Regions from separate parts of the Zea mays genome. Here region 2 is linked to region 1. A link is a contact called in public Hi-C data. All regions are on one chromosome and are shown on one strand. The core of a region is the stretch at or near the end of the contact, and the rest is flanking DNA. Distances in the headings are between cores, read along the strand shown.

Region 1 (4,413 bases), core at 283-2,782:
TCCATCTACTAATGACGTGTTTGGATTGCAGCATCATGTAGCCCGGAGTTAAATCATCCGTCATGGGTTAGAGATCAGAAGGACGAGGTCATCCGCTGCTTTTTCAAGGAACCAGCTCGACCGCCTATGGAGAAAGCTACGAAGGATGGCTTGATGACGGATGGATTTACCTCGTGACACAAACCAAACAGAACATGCAGGTTCGAATTTAGGTTCGGATGATTCCGGATGAGTTCATTTGTCAATCCAAACAGGTCGTAAATTTGTGCTAATCCTTCTAATTTTATTGCGCATGCAAATAGAAAAAAGAAGGCGCGCATGCAGGGATGGGCGCGAGGTGAAGGCGACCAGGTCTGGTTGGATGGGACTAGTCTGGTCAGATGGTACATATATGACTAGGGCGTGCACCATATCTTTGGAAGACTAGGGCTTTCAATAGCCTTACCCATATATAACAAAGAATATAAATGGATTTTTTTGCTAGCCAAAGGAAAGCGGAAACATTAAGAGCGCAGAGAGGTGTTCGATTGGTGGAATGATATAGTCCGGTGTTATCCCATTTTTCTTGTTTTTTATTTAGTTTGTCAAATAGAATAAGTTGATTCGTGACTACCTTATGTTTTTTATATAAACTAAGGGCCCCTTTGGCAGGGCTCTGGCTTCTCCAAAAACGGCTTTGGCTCTGACTCATGAGGTGAAGCCACTTTTTTAGATGAGCCAAAGCCATTCTGAAAAATCATTTGGCAAAACGGCTTATAGGTTGTTTTTCAGAAAGACCATTGTATAGTTTACTTTTTATAGATCTCTCCTGTACGTGGCTAGGGATTGAGGACAGGACAAAAAAAATAATTTGGACTGGTGGGAGGGCTATTGTGCAAAAATGACGTGAGCTGAAGCCGGGTGAGCCACTTTTTTGGCTCATGCCCTCTAGTTCATTTTGGAAAAGCACTTCACTGGTGAAGCCATTTGAAAAAGAGGTATTTGGCACAACTTTTGCATGAGCCAGAGCTGAAGCTAAAAAATAAGCCCTACCAAAGGGGCCCTAATATTTAATGCTGGTATGAAAAATGTTGTTGTTTCAAAAATTTAAGAAATAAACTCATAAAAGATAATATTAGTTTTCTCGAACCTTCCTCCGCTTTCCCGCTCTCAGCAACCCCACTATCCACCATCCTATCCCTAGCAGCAGCAGGACGCCAGGACCACGTGTTTCATTAACAAACAAACATGATCCTGCTTTGTCACCGGCCCCTCCCTCACCTACCAGGATGAACCTGCTGACGTCGACCTCTGTCACCATTCCCGCCCATGCTCAACTCCCCTAGAGACCGGTCCCACGCGCCGGCGGAGCCCTGCTTTTTTCGTCGTCGCTCTCCCAGCGAGCCGTGCCCGTCTGCTCCTCCTCTCTCCCTCCATGCTCCTCGCTGCGCTCTCTTCCCCGCACACTTATCTTTCCAGCTCAGTGTCCGTCCCTCTCCTCGACACGCACATCTTCCATTGCTCGCTTGCTTCCTCGTGTCGTCTAGCTCTATCCGATTCCAACACAGCTACCTATAAATACATCTCTCTCTCTCTCTCTCTCCCCGAGCAGAGCTAGGCAGAGGGCAGACCATTGGCGAGAGGATTGTTGGAGCTCGGCCGAGCAGAGCACGCACAGTGTGATTGTGTGTGTGTGTGTCTGACATGGCGTCGCTCTGGCTAGCGAGAGCGTCGTCCCAGCTGGCGCGCCGTGCCGCCGCCAGGAGGCCTCCTCCGCGTCCTGCGCGCCACGGCTCCGGCCAACCCACCAGTTCGTGGTTCTTGGGCTCGGTGCCGCAGGCGGCCCTTGGGTCACCAGCGCTGGACACAAGCCGCCGGGGCTTCTGCTCCGTCCGGCGCTTCGCAGGGGAGAGCAGCGCTGCTGCTGCTGCGGCGGCTGTCGTCGACGAGGAGCCGGAGAGCGGGTTCGCAGCCGGCGATCAGCAGGTATGCGTCGACCAGAGCAGCAGCTAGATAGATTCTGAACTGCTAGTATGAACTTTTGGATCGGGCCATGTAGCTCTTTCCTGATTTCAAATAAGCAAATTCTCTGCCTTTGTGGGATCTGGAAGGACCAATCCTCTGATACAAATTCCAGGAGCTGCAGATAATATAATATCAAGGCTTAAGGCATCTCTTCTTGCCCATCTGCTCTATGCTCCCTGACCTGGTTGCCTGGTTGGTGTAACTTGTCGGTACTCGCTAGCCCGGTGCATGCATGATGCATCCATCCTTTCTGAAGCACAGTAGTTTTTTTCCCCATTCCATCTGTGTTCTTCACGTTCTTCCTCTGCGATCCAAAATTCGGTCACGTCATCAACTTGTCGACCGACTCCGATAGCCACCGTTACACCAACTCTTTTCTGAATTTTGAAACTGAAGGTAACAGGTCGCGGAGGACAATTGTGGATAGAATTGACAACAATTAGTAAACAAGGCAGATAATAAGAGAGGATGGATTTGGTTGCTGATTTCCCTGTGGTTGGTTGACTGCCTGATGACTGTATTAGATAGTGACGTGCTTTCATCTGGAATGGTAGTGCCAATCTTCTCTGGTAGTATTAGCTTAGTATAATACGTTTGCTTTCCGTGTCAAAGGGTGACGACACCCAATGATTAGGAACATCTCCATGTCTTTACTGCACTTTGTTTCTCTTTTATATACAAACCAAACAAAGTGCTGTCTCTTTGGCATGGTCAATGAGACCAACTGTCTCTCCAAGACGGGTAAATTTGACCACCCGAGACTGTTTTCTTCCACCGACGCTGATTTAAATTTGCACGCATTCGTGTGCCGTCAAATCTTGTAGGCAGTTGACTTTCCAGGAGGGAAAGTATCCTTTGTGGCCGAAATGAACTTCCTTCCAGAATCGACGAGGGAAAGGATCAACTGCTACCGCGTGCTTGACGACGACGGCAGAACGATATCAGGAAGTAGATTCCAAGAGGTACGCTGATGGCTGCACTGCACCGTTCTGAGAAGTTCTCTCTTCAGACTAGATGCTGCGAGGGAGACTTGTTCTGAAGATTAATGCTGTTCATCCTTGTCAGGTCAGTCGGGAGCTGGCTCTGAAGATGTACAGCGAGATGGTGACGCTCCAGATCATGGATACCATCTTCTACGAGGCTCAGAGGCAGGGCAGGATCTCGTTCTACCTCACTTCCAACGGCGAGGAAGCGATCAACATAGCCTCTGCTGCTGCGCTCAGTATGGATGACATTGTGCTGCCTCAGGTAGTACATGTGCATCAGCTATTCCACTCCTCTGAATCTTAATCTAGCAGAAAGATATAGTCTATTTTTCCAACAATCGATTCACACACTGCCCCCATTTCTTTGCTGCGACATGCGGAGCCCAAAATGTAGTACAGGGAACCTGGTGTTCTTCTATGGCGTGGCTTCACTCTGCAGGAGTTTGCAAACCAGTGCTTTGGGAACAAGCTGGACTATGGTAAAGGGAGGCAGATGCCCATTCACTATGGGTCGAACCGTCTGAACTATTTCACAGTCTCGTCACCTATCGCGTAAGTCTCAAGCATCTCTTCCGCGTCGGAAAGGTCTTGCGAGTGAAGGTCATATGTTCCATTCTTCCTTATTTTTCCCAGAACACAGCTCCCTCATGCTGTTGGAGCTGCCTACTCTCTGAAGATGGACAAGAAGGACGCGTGTGCCATCACATACTTTGGGGACGGTGGGACAAGTGAGGTAGATGAAAGCTCTCCAGCCACTGACCAGTCGCTTGCCAGTGCCATTATATCCAGCCTTCCTGACAGATGAACATTTCTCAGGGAGACTTCCATGCAGCGCTCAACTTCGCGGCTGTTATGGAGGCACCGGTGATCTTCTTCTGCCGCAACAATGGCTGGGCCATCAGCACTCCGACTACTGAACAATTCAGAAGTAGCAACAGCGTGTCTTCATATACTGATCCATGGCAGTTACAAGTAAACAATGCAATGTCGTGTTAAAATTCTAGTCGTGTTGCAGGTGATGGAGTTGTCATCCGTGGCCAGGCTTATGGGATCCGTGGCATCCGAGTAGATGGCAATGATGCTCTTGCTGTGTACAGCGCAATCCATGCTGCCCGAGAAATGGCTGTAACTGAAGGAAGACCAATTTTAGTTGAGGTGCTCAGTAGATCCATGGAGTTTCATTACCTGAAATGCACAAAAAAAACTTCAGTATATAATTAATCTGAGTATCGACTAATGAGATTTCAGGCACTGACTTACCGAGTCGGCCATCACTCGACATCCGATGATTCGACCAAGTACAGGCCAGTTGATGAGATTGAGCATTGGCGAACAGCGAGGGATCCGATTTCCAGATACAGAAAATGGGTTCAGGGTAATGACTGGTGGTCTGATGCTGAAGAATCTGAGCTCAGGAGCAGAG
Region 2 (4,405 bases), core at 65-2,564, 680 kb after region 1:
TCAGGTTTCGCCTATTCACCCCCTCTAAGTGACTTTCAATTATCAAAGAGTGAACAAACATATTTCTGAATAGCAGTGGGGTAACAACTTGGATATGAACCCAAACTCGCTCACCAAATTTTTGACTAAAAAGCGAAGCGAACTCCCAGTAAGATATGTATGTACATGGCCTTGTAGGTTCCACAAAATCAACAACAACATCAATCTCTTTCTCCACAGGAATCTTCACAAAAAACAACAAAGAATTTCTTCCAGTTCTACACCTTGCAACCTAATTTGCAATCGAAACAACAAGCAAAAATGTGTAAAAGCAATGAGTTTGTATAGCTACTTCTAATGGAACAGATGTCTGCAACGCAAACTAGTAAGTTGCATGCATAATGGCTAGACAACGGATCCATTGTTATCCATGCAGCGTCATGGCCGGTGGGAGAAACGGACGCCCTGCTATGGCGGTCGCCGACTGAGGACCTCTTGGATTGTCCACCATTTACCACACGTCCACACCAGCGCATACGCCCCTGGCCAACATCGAGAAGGGTGGCCCCGTGGCTGCACCGGCCGAGGGCGCGAAGGCGTCATGGCCGGCGGAAGAACCGGTGTGATGGGCAGCCTGCTGCGGGGGTCGCAGATCGAAAACCTCCTGGACCCGCCGCCATTTCTGAGTTGACGGAGGGCAACAGATTCGCGTTCCCGAAACTTACGGCTGTGTTTTGTAGGGGGCTCCAGGTGGTGGACCACACTGGCACTACGCCGACCTTTTAAGAGGTAGTGGATGCCGCTCCGGCCCACGGCGGCATGGCAGTGACGTTTGGGGGGGTGGGAGGGGGTGAAGCTGTTGGCAGCGGCTGGAGCCGCCGCTGTGACAACGCTTGGGGGCGGGGGAGGAGGTGGCGTTGACTCCAATCGAGTCCCTGGCAGCGTCCCGAACAGGCAGTGGCGACGATAGGGGTCGTCGCGGAGAGGAATATGCATAGGAGTAGGTTTTTTTTACCGTCATCAACTCATCTTGGCTCTGGAACCATCTTGACTTGTCGCGACAGCTGCGGCAAGAGAAGGTAGTGAGGGCTTACGGTCATTGGAAGACGACCCGTTGATCAGAAATCCCACGCGTGAAAACATTTTAGGTGACGTGGACACTGCGAGAGAGTCCGTTTTGTACCAGCCTTCATATATAGGAAATTTCATATATAGGAAATGTTTGAGCGGAAAGGAAATGAAAGATATATTTGCAGAAAAGCCCCAGTTCAAGTTCGACAGCCGAAGAAAAGGGTCTCGGCGGGTTTTTCTTTTTGCAAGTTTTGAGAGCGGCAAAGCGTTAGGCGTTAGGGCATCCACCTCGTCGTAGGCGGCGGTCTCCATGTCGACCGCATCCGGCAACGGCAACGGCGGCTCCTCCTCTTCCATGTTATACGACTTGTACGGCCCTAATGTACGTGTTCTCTTGCTTCTTCGCCTCTCGCTTCCCCCCTCTCGGAATATTATGGCTTTGGTGTGACATAAAGGGGAACTTGTCATCAGTTAGAGCTGAGTTGGTTCATTTTTTTTAAAAAAACTCGCAGTTCTTCGTTCACTGTTGTTCTTTTAATGGATTTATTAATCCCCGTTGTATGGCAAAATTGGGTGCTGCAGCCTGCAGGGGGGGGGGGGTGTTAGGTACGACTATGTTAATTTGATTGCTTGGTATTCTTGGAGTAGGAGTTCCGCTGAGATTGAAAGAGGGGATGTTGCATTGCATCATGACTGTTTGGACTGTGATTTACACCAATGTTCGTTGATTACCATGAGATTTGTAGTGATGGTGGATTTTTGTGTTAATGCTGCTACTGTTGGTGGGCTTGAACTGTACCTATGAAGTTTGCACTGTTGTTTCAGAGCAAATTTGTGCAAACGAATGTATGGATGTGAAGCAATGCTGATAGGTTGTGAAACTATGAGGGCTTACTTGATTGATCCATTGATGCGCCTTGAGCTGACCCGACATTTTTCAAGTACACAGCTTGAACACTCCTGTAGCTTGTTTGCTTAGGAGTTCTATATTTTGAATTTTGAAGGTGTGAACCCTGACTGATTCCTTGATAGGTAGCAAAGTGGGACTCCTCTTGTTCGAATTGTAAAGTGATACAGTAATGCTATCCATATTGTGTTCAGACATCAGAGCCTGCTCATCAACTTAGGGATCACTCATCAAATTAGGGACACTCGAAGTTCAATCCAAAATCACTTGTACTAGAGCTATGGACATGGCATAATAATTGACTATTTGGTGATGCCATGCTGCCGATTTGTTGATTTAATAGTGTACTCTTAAACATTCATTTAGTTGTCTTCTTGTTGGCGAATCATTCTTGTGGTCCTTCCTGCTTGCTTTGCTAATAGACATTATAGCTGCCTTTTTTTGTATTTTCTGTGCTTCCAACTCATATTGTGTCTTCTTGTTTATCCTGTCTAGGCAAAGCCTGATGTGGTTTTTAAGGAGGCTGCTTTAAACTCTACGTTAAATCTGCAGGTTAGCTCATAACAAAAGCTCAATGAAATTTGACTTGTGAAAACTGTTTTTGTTCTTGTAGTTTAGTTAAGAACCATTTTTTTGTTCGAATGCAGGATGTTCAGGGTCTAGTTACTTGGGTTATTGGTGATGGCATGCTGCCTTCTTGGGTGTTTGTTAAGGTACTTGTCCTTCTCATTGTGGTCTTTCAAACATGTGTTGCTTTTTTGAGGTATTGACAAGTTATCTTAGTTTCATTTTGTAGAGCTTGGTCTCTTCTTGCTGTTATCCTCATCACACTTAATTAGTCTTAACTGACTTCTTTCTTTCAACGCATTTCAGTGATCAACCCACTCTTGGCATTTGATTTCTTATTCTATTAGTTGTAGGTTATTTGTCACCTTTCATAAATATTTACTATCTTTATGTTGTTGTGTTTCAGAACAAACCTCTTATACCCAAAGTTGTCCTACTATATGTTCCTGGCCTTGATGCAACTTTATATATGTCACACACTCGACTTCTTTCTTCTCTGAAAGAATTATGTGGCAATCCAAAACCTGTTTTAGCTTCAAGGTTTGTGCATTTTTTGTTAATGCCTACAATTAGGGGAAATGTATAATTTCTTCCAATATGCATTGCTAATGTAATCCTATTCTAGCAGCCGTATGCCGGATGAGAGGCACACCATTGATGCGCTCCTAACCTGCAGAGTAAAGAGAAAGCGTGATGTAAAAACATCAAATGAGTCATCTAAACCTGACATAGATGGTATGTCTTGACGTCTTAGCACTGTGTTGTCATTGTGGCTCAGGATGAACAGTGTTCTGCTTCATTGGGCCTAGTGTTGGTATGTTATTATTGTGATAGCTACTGGAAGATTTGAGCTTCATTATGAAGGCTGGCGTGCTTTTTTTTCTCGAACATGCAGGAGAGCTGGCATTCTTATTTCAAAGATTCTTATACTGATTTGACAATTTCAATCCTTTTGTATTGCCCTTACTTGGTCACAAGTTCTTCATTTTTAAGTTGACACTACATATGATGATTTTTTCTTTATACCCTTCTTTAAATATTATTGGTGTTTTTACCAGTCATATTTCATCACAAATGTACTGTCACTATGGCATCTTGCATAAGTTTGACTATAGCAGTTTTATTCTATTTATTTGTTGTTTTTGTATGTTTATCGGCATTAGAGTAGATATAACTTTGTCCATGAAAAAACAGACACTTTTGAACCTAGATTGAGAATTTATGTTTCATGCAATTGGTTAATATTTTCATTTTGATCTCAGGAAAACTATCAAGTCTGGATGATCTTGGGGACATACCATTCCCTGTTACATATTACACTCTCTCAGAGAAAGACTTGGAAGATAATGGCTACTCTTTCAATTTACCAGGTTATCTTTTATCCCTCTTTTCCAAAATGTAGGCCGTTTCAGTTTTGTCCTAAGTCAAACTTCTTTGGTTTTGTCCAAAAATATTGAAAAAAATAATTGCACCATAAAGACGGTTTGTGGTGGTTTTAGTGAAAATAATTAGTTACTGTCGATGTTGGTGTATTTTCTATAAATTGGTCAAAGTTAGAGAAGTTTAATGGATAATAGATAAAACTGATACATCCTATATTTTACGAGGGAGTATTTCATTGCCTCTCTCCTTGCCCTTTAATGCCTATTATTCAAATGACATCTGTATATTATTGCCATTTTAGGTTTTGTCCCTACTGTTTCAGCTCCTTCAGGTTCCTCGCCACATAAAGTTCTTGCACTTGATTGTGAAATGGTAACATGACTCCTGATAACTGTAATGATATATGTTTTGAAGCCATTTCTTTGTTTTAAAAAAATTCACTACTGTTTTAGAATTATTATATTTGAGAAGGCATTACTATTATTGTTACAACTGTGC

The links. A called contact is a pair of places that touch in the nucleus more often than the background predicts.
Region 2: a contact with region 1 is called in a Hi-C map of ear, with 2.7 times the contacts expected there. The contact joins the promoter of LOC100383366 here to the promoter of LOC100191513 in region 1. A contact is called at or near these places in 2 of 25 Hi-C or Micro-C datasets (ear and tassel).

Annotation. Positions count from the first base shown.
Region 1 is chr10:15,638,936-15,643,348 of Zm-B73-REFERENCE-NAM-5.0, forward strand. LOC100191513 reads left to right here and starts at 1,533. Exons shown (of 9, transcript NM_001136945.1): 1 at 1,533-1,965; 2 at 2,829-2,966; 3 at 3,070-3,252; 4 at 3,385-3,542; 5 at 3,624-3,723; 6 at 3,807-3,918; 7 at 4,006-4,145; 8 at 4,239-4,413. The coding sequence starts at 1,684.
Region 2 is chr10:16,323,992-16,328,396 of Zm-B73-REFERENCE-NAM-5.0, forward strand. It overlaps LOC100383366 (Small RNA degrading nuclease 5), which reads left to right and starts at 1,315. Exons shown (of 15, transcript NM_001362072.1): 1 at 1,315-1,432; 2 at 2,453-2,509; 3 at 2,605-2,670; 4 at 2,931-3,064; 5 at 3,153-3,259; 6 at 3,787-3,894; 7 at 4,209-4,279. The coding sequence starts at 1,361.